2 separate regions of the Sus scrofa genome follow, and region 1 is linked to region 2. Evidence: chromatin contacts called from public HiChIP or PLAC-seq data. All regions are on one chromosome and are shown on one strand. Each heading gives the region's core, a stretch centred on a gene start, on an enhancer-like site or on the middle of the called end of the contact. The rest is flanking DNA. Distances are from core to core; before and after follow the strand shown.

Region 1 (4,709 bases), core at 426-2,925, 120 kb before region 2:
GGGCCATCTAAGCTCACTGGGGCTTACTGCAATTGCTCTGCCTGTAGGCGTTCACTAGTCTTAAACATTCTATAGGTTTACGATCATTTTGTAGGATAATAAAAAGAAGTGGACAGGAGACTGCCAAAATAGCAATTAGTGGAGAAGGCCCACAAAATTACTTTTTTTTTTTTTAAGATCCTGTTCCTACTTGCAATAAACAAGCTCCTTTCCCAATGGAGAGATGGGGGAGGGAGATGCAAATACCTCAGCAGGGGTCCTACCGCAGTATTCACCTGGAAGAAAAGGTTTAAAATCAAGGGTCTCTGCCCCTGTCCTTTACACCTTCCAGTGGGCTGATGGCCTACATTTACTAGAAGAAAAACTTGACACTTGTTTCTCCTGTTCTTTACTGAAATAAGGCCATCTTGAACCTGCACATGTGCACGCTTTAGAAAGGGCTTGGGTTGCTCTTTCCTGCCAGTGATTTGCATGCAGTTCTGTGCAATATAGAATTTACTTAAAAAGGAAAATGCAAAGGTACGAGGTGTGTCCAGTGAGCGAGAATACAATCCTATTTGATGTCTGTGAATCTGCCTTGTCTGTTCTCCTGTTTTGGAGGACAAGCCTTTCATCATTTTACATAGTGGGAGCGCCCTCGACGAAGGCTTTCTTCGAAGTAAGTCTTTTTTATGAATAAAATATGAAAGGATTCTCCCCTTTGGGAGAGCTGGCAGTCTGCAGAATAGAAAAAAAAAAAATGTGGCTGGTCCAGCTAGTGCCATTGGTAAAACCAGACCAGCCATATTATTTAAATGCCTAGGACACCTAGCTATGTGCTTGCCAGAAAAAAAAGAGGAAGTGAGGAATTTCCTTGACTACCTAAGAGTGGAAATTTTTTACTTTAGTGAATATAGAATTTCCAGACTTTTTCCTCTAAAGGTGTGTGACAACCACTCAGGGGAGGTTATCACTCTGTCTTTGTGGCACAGAGGAGTTGAATTCTCATACGTTGATGTGGAGCAAACAAAAACATAAATCAACAACAGCAACAGTAAGAGCCCTGGAAACAATCCATCTGAACTCAGAGCCATAAGACATTTAAAGCTGTGTTTGATGACCTTCAAATACATGTGCACACACATATATACTGTTTATATACAGTCTCTAAAAGAAATCTGCAATTGGAAGAAATCCTTAAAGGAATGCCTATAAGTTTTGTGCAGCAGATTTGCTTTCTCCCTTATCTCTTTATTTCCGTGAAAGATGGATTTAACCCCACTTAGGGAAATATTATTTGTAACCCAGGTCATCGTCTACAGAGCAATGGCTGCAAGAAACTGCCTTTCACAAGTTATTTAAGACTTTTGAGCCTTGGTTTGCTTATTGGAAAATAAGAATAAAAGCAGAATTTTGTGAGATGTAAAGGGAGAGAGATTTTGTAAAAGTGCTTCAACAATTATAAAGCACTGTATACGGATAGATACAAATGAGTCTTATACTTGTGGTATCAGGTTTTCATTTTCTCACATAATTTTTACCCCAAACTGACGACATTTAAGTCCAACCCAGAAAGAAAAAAGAGCTCATCTCATTTGAGAAATATTCACCATGCATTGAATATCTAGAACGCTGATGAGTGGTGGCAATTCAAAGGCCATCTTTTCAGAGAGCCCTGAGAACGACAACAAGGATGGTAGTAATCTAATTTTAGGTTTCTATATTTGTGCTCTGACCTTGGCAATCAAACCAAAAGACCTCCAATACAGTGTCTGTGCAAGAGAGGGAAGCACACTCCTTGCCCTTGCTGGGAAAATCTATAGTGTTACCTGTCATTAGAGTATATACATTAAATGCCAAGGATTTTTATTTTATTTATTTATTTATTTTGTACTGGAGTTTATGCACCTGGACCCTGGCACTATGTGAAGGGAAGGTGTTTTTCTTGGCAAAAGGCTTGGTAACAAACCCATCAGATTACAGAATGGATTTCCTTTATCTTAGGGCATTGGACTCATTTCAGGGGGCAAAAGGGATAGGATTTCGCAGCTTGTTTGGACATGCTGGTTATTTCTTCTCATTCTTCCCAAGAGAAGAGTGTAGTCTCCTGGCATACCTCCCAGTAGTGTCAATGCCCAAACAAGAAACCCATTAAGTGCCCCAGATACCTTCTGCTAAACAAAATGGTTTTATTGACCCAAAACACGACCGCTTCCCAAATGTGAAAGATTGGCTCTTCCTGGACCTTCTAGCCAAACGAAAGTGATCTTGTTCTTTGGCAGAAGTTCAGTGGTGTTTCTATCAGGGTTGGTTGTATAAGAAAACCTCCTCTGTTAACCTCAGAGCCCAAAGTGATTAACCCTCATTGGACTCCAAGGGATTCTTTCCCGATCACTTCCTGATATATATATATATATATATACATATTTTTTTTTCCTTCACTGTTTTTATCACTTCATTTTGCAGGCCACATCTTTAGCAAATTTTCATGTCACCAAAAACTTTCTGGAAAATCTGCTAAAATGAGCCATTTTTTTCCCTTTTGACAAATTCTTCTAAAAGGAAAGCGGTATTCCTGACAAAGAATGATGAGGAGGTTCCTTTTGCCCATCGCTCCACCATAGCACATGCGTGTGCACACGTACCACTTGCACACACACACGTCAAACTAAATACTCTCATGAAAACACCCAGGGTCCTCACTTGAAAGGGGACTTGCTCGATATTGATAGGATAAACATCACAGAATTTGAGGCATTTGACTTGAATTACTGATTGATCCTTATATGTGTTATGGTTAGAGGAAGGGAAAGAATAGTGGGATTGTGGGTGACTCTCATTTTTTTTCATTTTATAAATTCATTCTTTGTTTATAATTTTCAGATCTTTTTTTACATGGAAAAGATACCTCCTTTTTTAGGTCTTATTCAAGATGATTGAGTTGAACTCATAGTTCATTTTCCCCCGTCTTGTGTTTTTTGTTTTAGAATAAATGCATTAGTCTGTAAAATATCATCTGAGTTTGATTTTTGCCAGAATCTATAGGTTTTTGGATTTGTAGAATTCTCATATGTATTTTTAAAATTTCTAATCACTTTTTAATAATCCAAAGGTTATCAAAAAGAGTCTTTTAAAAGGTCCAGTTGGATATTTGGGGTTTTTTTGAGTGCTTTGTGTGTGTGTGTGTACATGCAGGAAGGCTATCTCATTCCTTTGGTTTTTAATACCTTTTTTTTTTTGTCTTTTTAGGGCCACACCCACAGCATATGGAAGCTTCCTGGCTAGGGGTTGAATTGGAGCTGCAGCTGCTGGCCCACACCACAGCCTAGCAAACACCAGATGCTTAACCCACTGAGCAAGGTCTGGGATTGAACCTGCGTCCTCATGGATACTACTCGGGTTCATTACTGCAGAGCCACAATGGGAATTCCTTTAATACCTAATTTTATTGAACTGTGATCAGAAAACATAATATATTATTTTCTTTAAAACATAATAGCCAATTCTTGTGACTCTGCCATGACTGAAATAAAAGTTTATTTGTTCTTTGTTCAGTGCAAGGTCTATGTGTTTGTATAACTGTTAATTATATTATTATATAATTCAAACACTCAATACCCTTAAATATTTTTTAATCTGTTTAATCTCTTGACTACTGAGATACGTGTGTTTAAGTCTCAACCATCGTGGTGGAATAGTCCATTTCCACTTCTATTTTTTTGTTTTTTTGTTTGCTTTTTCGAGTTCTCTGACCCTGGCCAGTTGAGGGTCAAAGCGGAATTTTTTTCCCAGGCCAAGGATCGAACCCGAGCCACAGCACTGACAATGCCACATCTTTAACCACCAGGCTACCAGGCAATCCCTATAACTTGCATTTAATGGCACATGTTGTTAAATCTTATTGGCAAATTACAGGAGTTCCCATTGTGGTGCCGTGGAAACGAATCTGACTAGGAGCCATGAGGACGCGGGTTCCATCCCTGGCCTTGCTCAGTGGGTTAAGGATCCGGCGTTGCCGTGAGCTGTGGTATAGGTTGCTGACGCGGCTCAGACTCTGCGTTGCTGTGGCTCTGGTGTAGGTCAGCAGTTGTGGCTCTACTTCGACTCTTAGCCTGGGAACCTCCATATGCTGTGGGTGAGGCCCTAAAAAAGCAAAGCAAAACAAAACAAAAAAGCAAAAAAAAAAAAAAAATTATTGGCAAATTACTGTTTATCAAATAAAATAATTATCTTTTTCCTTGAATTTTTTTTGTCAGACACTAATGTGGCAGTGCTGCTTTAGTTTTTTTTTTTTTTTTTTTTTTTTGGTATTTATCTGGTCTATCCTTTCCCTGTCTCTTTATTCTCTATCTTTTTATGTTTGATTGTTTTTACACATCTGATTTTTATTTTAAATTTGAGGAGAATATTTATAATTATCCTATTATGGATACTTACTCACATACTTTTCATTTTCCTTGCTCCTTCTTTCTTTCTTCTCCATCCATTAATGTATTGATACATTTATCTTGGTTTTTTTCTTCTATTGGCTTTTATATTTACATTCTATGTATCTTACTTTACTGGTTGTCCTTAAATATTTAACAACTGTATTTAAACAAATCATTGTGAAACTGCCTAGAACTTGCTTCCATTTTTGTCTATTTTTTCTCAAGGAGACAAAAACTTTGGAGTTCCTGTTGTGGCTCAGCGGATTCCATGAATCCAACTAGGAACGATGAGGTTGCAGG
Region 2 (4,974 bases), core at 1,207-3,706:
GGAGACTTTTCCTGATGGCATTTTCCTTAGGCAAATGCCATGAACTTAACCATGCTGGGACTAAGTAACAGGTGTCATGATCTTGAAGCAGAACTTCAAGGTTGAGTGTATTGGCTTAGATGAAATGTTTTTCCTAGCAGCATTTACTAAAATCATGTACTGCAGCTGAGGCAAAGGAGTAGAGGACTCATTGCATGACAGTCATTTTTTCTCCAGGAAACTGTATTTCAATGTCCTGCATGTCTACATAATTTATAAGTGGGGCAATCACTTTATCTCAGCCCGAGTAATCTATTAAAATATTAGAACCTCCCTTCTTAACCTTTCCTTCTATCCTGTGACTCTAAATATGTAAAATAAAAATTGAAAATTCCCTTGTAATTTTCCCTACTATCCTATTAACCTAAAATATATAATTTTTTTTTTAATTTCAAGCCTTTACACAAGTACTGTTTTTCTAGAATTTTATTTCTCCCCATTTCTCACCAGGAAAAGCTTCTCATTGTCTGTTGAAACCCCACTGAAATTTTCCTGCAGGAAAACCTTCCTTTATCCCTTGTCACGTGCGTAAAACACAAAGCACATCAGAGTTATTTTGTATTCCTGAAAACTAGTGCCATATTTGACACTATAAATACAAAATATGTGCATATATTGACTAATAGCTACCATTGTCAAGGTCACATCTCCAGGCTTTTGCGAGAGAATATAGTCCTGAGCAATTGTTCTCTTCCGCCAGTATGATTAATATTTGATTTTATTGAGCTTTTTTGCTCAATGTTCATAATGATACTTTAGATAATGGGGCCTGATTGACAACTTTGAGTTTAGAGAAAGTGCTCTTCTGGTGAAGATGTAGTAGAAACACCGTTCTGAAATACTCTCCTGTGGCACAAGTGAATCCTAGATCTATTTGAGGACACGAGAGAGTGGAATTATTTATCTCAAAGCTGATAACTCTCATGTTCAGCTGACCCTTATCTATAACCCTAAGCGTTATTAACATTCTGGATCCCACCTTCTGCATAAAGTAGAACTGGCCCGAGTCATTACAAATCAGTGTTTATTTTTCTGTGACCAGTGGAAGGCCATGGTTTACCAGGACATTATCTACCTGTGGCATCAGTTTAAATTTTTAAAAACGTCTTTGACCTAGTGCTCCATCATGTTGCATCTTCCCAATGCAAAGCAGATCCACCGTTGGACGTATTAATGACATTTTAAATTCCCTTATTAAGTTAGTAAGCTTGGGGAGGTAGAATGGGGAAAGGGTCACCCTATCTAAAAAAAAAAAGGCAAAAAACTATTTGCATATTAGTGTCTGTGGAACATTCTGTTCCAAGGCAAATCCTCAATATAATAAAATCATTTAGGAAAAAAACAACTACCGCTAGCTTGCACTTGGCAAGGGACCATGGATCCCAATATTGTATTCTCCCGGAAACCAGAAAAAGCAAAATGATCTCAGAAAGGCCTGTTGTTTTGGCAAGCAGTGAGATGCAATCACATTTCTACATACTGAGTAGCAGTTGGTATTTTATAAATGGTTAATGCTGGTATGATTCCAAGAGGCATTAGAAATATTAGTGGGTAGCACATTACAGCTCAGCAATTCTGCATGTAACCAAGAGTTGGGTAGCATCCATAGAGAGTATTTATTACGTAGCCAGGCACTTGAGAATATGTTTCTGGAAGCAAAATGAGATGATGATGAGGGAGATTATGTAATGAACGATGCCAAAATAGGCATAAAGGAAAACAATTCGCCGGGAGAAACAAATGCATTTGGGCATGGAAGACTTTTCTAAGGGTCTATATACTCATGGGAAGTAGCCCTTTAAGAGGTCAAGAAAAACCAGATGCTATTAGCAAGAGTACAAGAGTCCAGTTGATACTTGATACTTCTCTCCAAATTCCTCACTCTGGAATTTGGTTATACACACACACACAGACACAGACACCTGTGTGTATAGGTGTATACATGTGTATGTGCCTGTATGCGCCAGTACATAATTTTAATCTTTTTCATGAAGACTCATTTTTGCCTCCTGTTGATTATTCTTTCTACAGTCCCCCGAATACAGAGATGCACCGAGCTACGCGCCTTGCCCTATTACTCCTTTGGCTGGCTTGGCAGCTCAGCTGTTCTCATGGCTTCGCTGTCAAGGGTGCCAAAACCTCAATGTTTTTTTCCTTGGGGACCTAAGTGCTCCTCACTGCTCTGGTTGTCCATGTTCCACTGCTTGTTTGCCATCTCCGTAATCGTTTCCCACCGTCTTTCCTCCTTACAGAGACTTCTACTCTGGATTTCCCCATTTAGCCTCTTTCTCCCTGGCACTCGGGGTCAAAATCCTCAAGTCATCTTTGCTTTTTCCTTTCTGTCTTACATGTCTGCTCAGACCCGGGACTCTTCGGAGAGCCCTGGTACTCTCCCTTACACCTGTCCAATTGCTTTCATTGCCGTGACTCCAGTGTATCCCTTCAGTCCTCAACTGGTGTAGCAGTCTGATTATTGGTCCGTCTGACTTGACTTTTTCTCCCTCTTACTTTAGGAATCACTACCCAACACTAGGCAATCACATGGAGCAACACACTCAGAAAAAAACAAAAAACACAAACAACAACAGCAGAAAGCTTTGGTGTTTTCACTTTGCTTTCAGGATAAATCTAAATAGCTTTGCTTGACATTTATCAAAGGTACTCACTGAACTCTCTCCTTATTTGATATTCTTGGGGAGGGGCTTCAACATTCTTCTGTACCTTTGCTCACAGTATTCTTTTCCGGAATATTCTTCCCCACACATCTTTATCAACTAGTTTCCATAAAATGCAATTCCAGTCTGATCATGCTGGGAGACCAAAAAATTAATTGGGTATAAATTGAAAAATATTTTTGAGAGTTGAACTGTCATTATTAATCAGCCCCTTCACGTAGGAAACTTTTTGCATTCAATGGAAGCAAACTGTGAGAGAAGCCAGGCAGGGCAGTTGTTGTCTGCATATTGATGTGGGAGATGAGTAATGAGGATGGCATTTCCTGGATAGTGGGTGGCAGATGACCAATTGTGGGTGGCTTTGAGACCAAAGCCTAGATCCTTGGACTCCCAGTCAACATCTTTTCCTCTATAATGCAAGTGGAGGCATCATGGCACACTCATCATGCACAGATGCATAGCCATTATGTGGTCTGGAATCCAAATCTGGCCCTGCCACTTATTAGGAATGTAAAGTTGGACACATCACTTAATAAGCTCTTCCATTTCCCAGTCTGTAAAATGCGCCCAACAGGTTTGTCGTGAGGTTAAAACAAGGTAATGCAGGTAAAGCATTTAGCACAACACCTGCCATGAAGAAAGCTCTCAGCAATGCAAGCAGCTGTTCTGCAACATGATGACTGGATAAAATTGACTTCTCCGAAGATTAGAAGAATGACGTCCCCAACACCAGTGGCCTAAAGGTGGAGTTCTTTTCAACGTAATGATTACGTCCATATCTTAACTAAGAGCAAAGGTGTTTTTTCCTCCTACCCTAAATGAAATGGATTAATTATACCTCCTGCAATCAACAATTACACAAGTCCGTCAGTTCATTTTCTATTGGGCATGCATTCCTTGGGCAAACATCATTTCAACAGTATTTTCTTGGTAGTTAACAGTGGTTTATTCCTATAATGAAGATGCTGTCTTTGCCCTGTGTGTCTTTTACCAGGCCAGGCAAACGAGAACCACAGTTCACACACACTTTCAAAAAACCCTGCTTCATACCGCAGATTACTGCTTAGCCTGCAAAGCCCACAATTTAATTATTAGACGAACCACACTAATCATCTCCTTAACCAGCTGCCCCCTTGCCAAATTGTACCAACAGAGAGGAGGACCGTTCAGCTTTGGGAGAAATTCTGAGTAATTCCAAGCAATTAGCAGCAAGCAGTATAGCAGTGGCTAAAGACTTCTTTTGGATGCACTCTGAGCTGAAATCGCAGCTGTCATCTGGCTACAGTGGGATTTTGAGCAAGTGACTCTGCCTTTCTGTACTGGCTTCTGTTCCATTTCTTATCTTGTACAATTACTGAGATGTAGAAGTGAGGTGTGTATGAATCACTCAGCACAGTTTCTGTAGTATAACCTTGCAAAACCTAAATGTGGTTTTAGTAACATTAGAACAGTGTTACATGATCATTTGTAACATTTCAAGATTGTAACATTGCCTTTTGGAGTTGATAATGTATGTAGATGTAATACAAATAATAACCACAGCATAAAGGAAAGGAATCATGACATTGTCAGTATGATGATTTATCCAAAGATATGCCATCTCTGATCACAGCTACTGAATTCTTTTCCTGCTCCCTGTAGACTTGAGTTTCTCCCTTTATATTTTCCCCAAGAGGACTAAAAAGAATTTGGCAGAGTTCCAAGTGGGTAAATGCCAGTCTCTTGGAAGACAGAAGGGGCAAGATGTGTGGTGGTGGGTTGAAGGTCTTACCAAAAAATGTGCACAGTGAGGAATACGAGATACGGAGCTAAATGACTTTACAGTCTGAGTGAGTGCCTATGGTACCAAATTGTAACACCTCTTAGGGATGGTACTTGAACAAATATCTACTAATAAATGATTAGCATGTACTTTGCCTTTCCATAAAAGGAATCTTGTTAAATGAAGTGGCCAGCTCTTGGGAGTGTAATAAGACTTGGCAAATCGATGCCCTTCTGGAGAACATAACTGCACTTTCTGGAGCTGGCCCATGGGCACTCAATTATTTAGAGAGACTCCCAGGCACAGAGCCGATCAGCTCTTGGAGGGTGCTTCAGAAGTCATGGGGGTTGCCTATCAGAGCTGCTAAAGAGGGGAATGTTCTATGTCAGGCTTTAAAAGGTGCAGCACATAAGGCTCTGAAGTCACCCCGATCATCAGCTGGTCTAGACTTTGCCTTGATTATGTAGAAATACACAGACAGGAAGCAGTGTAAATTCT

What was found. HiChIP or PLAC-seq counts read pairs in DNA pulled down with a chosen protein or histone mark.
Region 1: an H3K27ac HiChIP or PLAC-seq map of skeletal muscle shows a contact between it and region 2. The contact joins two enhancer-like sites. A contact is called at or near these places in 4 of 47 Hi-C or Micro-C datasets (embryonic fibroblasts, heart right ventricle, psoas muscle and 1 more) and 1 of 2 datasets of contacts at active chromatin or transcription factors (skeletal muscle).

Annotation. Positions count from the first base shown.
Region 1 is chr12:10,341,742-10,346,450 of Sscrofa11.1, reverse strand. No RefSeq gene overlaps it. Among named protein-coding and RNA genes, the nearest start is that of KCNJ2, 13 kb to the left of the region's middle. Within about 2 kb of position 1,675, at least 2 of the 83 cell types and tissues checked have an H3K27ac peak or open chromatin away from gene starts, as enhancers often do. A contact at or near this core is called in skeletal muscle, where this site is marked.
Region 2 is chr12:10,226,898-10,231,871 of Sscrofa11.1, reverse strand. No RefSeq gene overlaps it. Among named protein-coding and RNA genes, the nearest start is that of KCNJ2, 130 kb to the left of the region's middle. Within about 2 kb of position 2,456, at least 4 of the 83 cell types and tissues checked have an H3K27ac peak or open chromatin away from gene starts, as enhancers often do. A contact at or near this core is called in skeletal muscle, where this site is marked.